Linked DNA regions of Mus musculus: region 2 is linked to region 1. The links are chromatin contacts, called in public HiChIP or PLAC-seq maps. All regions are on one chromosome and are shown on one strand. Each heading gives the region's core, a stretch centred on a gene start, on an enhancer-like site or on the middle of the called end of the contact. The rest is flanking DNA. Distances are from core to core; before and after follow the strand shown. Region 1 holds the start of Tysnd1 (trypsin domain containing 1). Region 2 holds the start of Dnajc12 (DnaJ heat shock protein family (Hsp40) member C12).

What was found. HiChIP or PLAC-seq counts read pairs in DNA pulled down with a chosen protein or histone mark.
Region 2: a contact with region 1 is called in an H3K27ac HiChIP or PLAC-seq map of thymic regulatory T cells, with 8 times the contacts expected there. The contact joins the promoter of Dnajc12 here to the promoter of Tysnd1 in region 1. A contact is called at or near these places in 1 of 39 promoter capture datasets (pre-B cells), 1 of 484 Hi-C or Micro-C datasets (CD4 T cells) and 1 of 115 datasets of contacts at active chromatin or transcription factors (thymic regulatory T cells).

Annotation. Positions count from the first base shown.
Region 1 is chr10:61,694,110-61,696,856 of GRCm38.p6, reverse strand. Tysnd1 (trypsin domain containing 1) reads right to left here and starts at 1,343. Exons shown (of 4, transcript NM_027912.1): 1 at 115-1,343. The coding sequence starts at 1,286.
Region 2 is chr10:63,385,313-63,388,249 of GRCm38.p6, reverse strand. Dnajc12 (DnaJ heat shock protein family (Hsp40) member C12) reads right to left here and starts at 1,687. Exons shown (of 5, transcript NM_013888.3): 1 at 1,475-1,687. The coding sequence starts at 1,552.

The DNA of each region.
Region 1 (2,747 bases), core at 94-2,593:
TCGCTGGGCCCTATCAAGAGGCCCAGATCCCCTCACTGGAGTCCTGGTTGTCAAATATGAACTGAGGTCTCTAACACTGGGGGCCTGGTGAGGGCGGGCAGTCCTGAGTCTTACTTGGGTGTAGCGGAGTGTACCAACACCCTGGCTGCTTCCCGGGGTGCCACATGGCGACAGGTGACCACCAGGCGAGGCGCCACGACCACTCCGGAGCCCCACACGGTACCACACTCCACCAGCACCGCCGCGGCCGCCCACGGGGGTCCGAGATCGCGCAGAGGCAGGCCCCGTGGCGTGCTCACATCGGGTGGCGGCAGCAGCACAGACAGGGAAGCGGAGCCGGGGTGCAGACGGGCGAGCGCCCAGCGGGCAACCTGAAGCAGCGGGGCGGCGGCGCACAGCAGCGTGAGGCCCACCCACTCGCGGGCCTTCCAGCAGAGCGGCGCGGCCACCAGAGCCACCAGCGCACCCGCAGGTCGAGCGGCGAACACTCCGCCGCCTTCCGTGCCCGGCAGGCAGCGCGCGTCGGTGAGCAGCAGCGGCCCGGCCGCGTTGCTGAGCACGCCGCGGCTCAGCGTGTTGAGGAAGATGTCCGGGCAGAAGGCACCGAACGGAGAGCCACAAGCCAACAGCGGTGCGCCCTTGACCACGGCCCCGAGCGGTGCCACGGTCACCACCGGTCCGCGCCTCTCCTCCGCCGCCGCGCCCCGCTGCACCCGCAGCAGGGCGAACCAGCCGAGCGCGCGCAGCTGGTCCTCCTCTTCCTCCTCCGAAACCGCATCGTCGGGCGCCGAGCTTACGAAGTGCCATTGATCGACCGCATCGGCCCCGAAGAGCCGAGCGAAATGCGAGCGGAAGGCCGGGCAGCTGAGCAGCAACAGCAGCTGCGCTGGTCGCGGGGGCTGCAGAGGCCGCGCGCGGGCCCGGCTCGGGGCGCCGGGTTCGAGGCCCAGGCTTGCGCACTGAGGCGTGCACAGCCCCGGGAGTTCCTGATCCGCGCGACCGGCAGGGCTGGCAGCCGTGGGTCCCCACTGCACGTGGAGACGTAGGTCATCGCTGCAACTGTCGCCCGGCAGGAAGGCGGTGCCCGTCTGGGTCAGCGCCGCGCTGCCCGTCCGCAGGAAGGGGGTAAAGATGCCTCCGTGGCACAGCACTAGGCCTGGGTTACGGCTCAGAATCACCCCGCTGCAGCTCCACGAGCCCGCGTCAGGCTGTCCGGCCCGCGAGGCGCTCACCACGCAGCCCGCCTGCTCCGCCACTCTCATAGAGGGTCCCCATTGCCGCCCCATGGCTTCCCCAAGACGTCGCACAACGGCTGTCACCACAGGGCGACTGGCGCAAACTCTGACTCAGGCCTCCTTGCCGAGCCCGATTGGCTAAACCTCAAGCGACCGCTCTTATTGGTTGGGCACAGCGCCGAGTCCTGATTGGCTATTGATGCTACTCCTCGTTTGCTAATCCTCCTTTCCCCGCCCTCTTAATTTAGCCAGCCTAGGAATCCTTGGGTTTGGGGTGGCGGGGTGGAGGGGCGGGGGAAGAGGTGAAAAGAAACCTCCTGAGACACAGACGTGAAGCGTCACAGGGAAACCGACAAGGGCGACACTCCCCAGTCGAATCTCGTACTTGACCGGCATCTAACTGTACCCTACAGCCACTGCACGGATGTAAGCAACCTCCGTCTCTTGACAGTGGAACAATATGGGCCAAGGGAACCCTTGGTTGATTCAGTACGTACATTCATACATACATGTGTTTATTCTGGATTTTCGAGATAGGGTTTCTCTGCTTGGTGCAGGAACTCGAGCTGCAGACTAGGATGGCCTCGAACTCGGGATCTACCAGTTTCTACCTCCCAAGCCACCAAACCCCGATCTACTTAAAAAATTTTGTAAATCCTACAACAATCCACTAGGGGGCATGCGACTCACAAAATTGCTCCTAGGACAGTTACTAAAATTCCTAAATACATAAATTGTTTTGAAAGTGGCACAGGGTGCCACTTTTTGGCCCACACTGGCATCGAACTTCGGCAGTTCTTCTGCCTACATCCTCCCTAGAGTCCAGGGATTACAGTTTTACTTTACCCATGGGTTATTTAACCATGTATTATACAACCTTTCACACGACATGTCTAACCACCACTCCGGATTTATGTTAGGTCAGGGCAAATACTTTGAAAGTACAGACTGAACTAGTTCAGGTTTTGTGGGCTATAAAATCATCACTTCCAAATATTCAGCATATAACCCAGTCTCGTAATTCGAATTTCATAACAGCTCATCTCCTCCACCATTTACAAGTGTAAAAATCAAGACTGGAGAGGAGGGCTCAGCACTTAAGAGCTCTAAGCACTTACAGCTCTAAGCATGGACCTTAGTTTGGTTCCCAGCACCCACATGGTACCTTACAGTTGCTTGTAATTATAATTCCAGGATATTCAATACTCTCGTCTGGCATCTGCTGTCCCCTGAACTCATGACTCAGGCAGGCAAACACGTACACATAAAATATAGTATTAAAAAGTTCCTCACTTTCCAAGGACAGGTGGGCATGAACAGGTATGTTTGGAGAGACTTCATGAATCTCTCTAAAGTATATTAATGGTTTTTGGTTTGGTTTGGCTTGGTTTTTCGAGACAGGGTTTCTCTGTGTAGCCCTGGCAGTCCTGGAAATCACTCTAGACCAGGCTGGCTCAGAAATCGGCCTGCCTCTGCCTCTAGAGTGCTGGGATTAGAGGATGTATTAATGTT
Region 2 (2,937 bases), core at 438-2,937, 1.7 Mb before region 1:
AAAACTTGTCTACGGAGAAAATCTGAAATGAGACAAGAATTTAGCTCCACAGTGTGTGGCTTATCTAGAGAAACAGACTACCATAGCCTCAATGAAGCCAAAGCAAGGCTTAATTCAGAGTAAGAACTAAGGAACTGTCATGCAAAAGGGACTGCAGTAAGCATAGTTTTGGGGGGTTGGTTTTGTTTGTTTTATTTGGGGGATCGGCCCTTAGAATTACAGTACACAGGTCATCCATCTTGGTGTCTTAAGTGACTCTTGAACCAAAGATCTGGTCCAACCCAACATACAAAGGTTCAACGAATAAAACATAATTTTTAAATAAAAATGTATGTGTAGTAGGATATTTCTTTAAACTAATTATAACTATCGATGTTTAAAAAAAAATTGGCTTTGTGGCTAAGCATGGTGGCACATGCCTTTAATCCCATCACCTATGAGGCAGAGGCAAGTTATGTCTGTGAACCATGGCCAACTTGATCTACATGCTGAGATGGTGAGTTCCAAGCCAACTCTGTCTCAAAAACAAAAACAAAACAAAACAAACAAAAAAGTAATGCAGGCTATATGACAGAGTAAGTATCCCTACTCAGCCAAATAGAACCCAAATGCACATACATATATACATACAGGCATGCATGCATGCACATAAAACAAAAATAATAAGTCTTTAAAAGAATAACACATTTGGCTGGGCGTGGTGGCTCACGCCTTTAATCCCAGCACTCGGGAGGCAGAGGCAGGCGGATTCCTGAGTTCGAGGCCAGCCTGGTCTATAAAGTGAGTTCCAGAACAGCCAGGGCTATACAGACAAACCCTGTCTCGAAAAAAAAAAGAATAACACATTTGTCTCAAGTATATGATGTCTAAGGGAAGCATTACTTTCTTTAAAAGAAAAATCTCCCACCAGATATGACATCTAACTTGATTTGATTTGAAATTATAATGGTATTTAATACCATTTGAGGTTATAATGGTACTATAAAATCCATGAGACTTTCTCTGAACGAGGAGACTACAGACAGGGGGCCCCGCCTCCTGAGCTCTAAATCGCAGCCTTTACTTAGGCAGTGGCTCTCAACCTTCCTAATGCTGCGACTCTTTAGTACAGTTCCTCACGTTGCGGTAACCCCCAACCATAAAATTATTTCGTTGCTACTTCATAACTGTAATTTTGCTGCGTTTATGAATTGTAATTAAAAATATTTGATGTGCAGGATATCTGATATGCGACCCCAAGTCCGTAGCAACCCACAGGTTGAGAACCGCTGCTCTAAATAAATAAAAACTGTATGTGGTCCCTCTCCCAGCTAATACTTTGAAGTTCGGAGTCCTTTCCTCAAATTAACCAGCAAGCATTTTAATCCTTCACTTTCTCCGAGCCGAAACTCCTTCCAAATGGTACGAGGTTGGAGTTCCAGGAGACGTGGCTGATCTCAAAGGCGACCTGGTGAGAACCTGCAACCCTGCTTACCGAGGAGAGCTCATCGCATCCCAGCAAGGCGTAGTAGTCCTCGCTGCCCTCCGGCCTGTAGTTCAGTATCGCGTCCATTTACAGCGGATGAGTCAGTCCTCTCCGACGCCACCGACACTGTGAGCTCCGGGGCGACAGCAAAGCTCTTTACATTTCAGCAGGACTTTCCAAACCAGCGAGCACCCAGACGTCAAGCCAGCCCTTTGCAAACACAGCTTCTCATTGGCTGTTTGCCCAGGATCGAGCCTGCCATGCGGGGCTGCTGGGATCTGTAGTTTGGGGTTTGTTGTTGCTGTTGGGTTTTTTGTTGCTGTTGTGTTTTGTTGTTGTTGTTGTTGTTGTTGTTGTTGTTGTTGCTGCTGCTGCTGCTGCTGCTGCTGCTGCTGCTGCTGCTGCTGCTGCTGCTGCTGCTGGTGATGCTATTGTTTGTCGTTGATGTTGTTTTGGTTTGGTTTGGTTTGCTCTTTACTTTTTGCTTTCATTGAAAAAATTTGTTTCATACAATATATATTCTGATTATGGTTCCCCGGTCCCAACTCCTCCCAGATCCTCCCCTCTCCTTCACTCACCCAACATCTCGCCTTTTTTTTTCCCCCTTCTCTCGTTAGAAAACAAATTTTAAAAACTAAAATAAAAGAATTTAGAGAAAAATAATGGAAGAAACACATGCAAACAAAATCTATAAAATTAAAAACACGGGCTGGAGACATGGCTCAGCGGTTAAGAGCACTGACTACTCTTCCAAAGGTCCTGAGTTCAATTCCCAGCAACCACATGGTGGCTCACAACCATCTGTAATGGGATCTGATGCCCTCCCTCTTCTGATGTGTCTGAAGACAGCTACAGTGTACTCACATATATAAAATGAATGAATTAATCTTTAAAAAAAATTAAAAACACAAACTGGGAAACCATAACATACCAGCAGAAGGCCAGTAATTTTTTTTTATGCAATATAAAACAAAAAGGCTTTAAAAAATACCATTGTCAGCAACCACATGGTGGCTCATAACCATCCATAATGAGATCTGATGCCCTCTTCTGGTGTGTCTGAATACAGCTACAGTGTACTTACATATAATAAATAAATAAATCTTTTTTAAAAAATACCATTGAGTTTGTTCTGTGTTACCCGTTTCCTGCTGGGCACGGAGCCCACCCTTAAGTGTGCCTAATATACCCAGTGAGACCCCGCTACAGAGAACTACTTTTTCCTTGATGATATCAACTGAAGATGGCTTGTTGGTTAGGGATGGGAGGCCATCTCTACTTCCCCTCTCAGTGCTGGGACCTCATCTGGCTTGAACACGGACAGGCCTGTGTGTGCTCTCACAGTCTCTGTGAGGTCCTATGTGCCTCGGTGGAGTTTGAGTATTGACATGGTGATTTTTTTTTTTCCTATTAGCTAATCGGAAGTCAGTTTTGACAATTTAGTGTAAAACTGTTACTAATTTATTGTACCT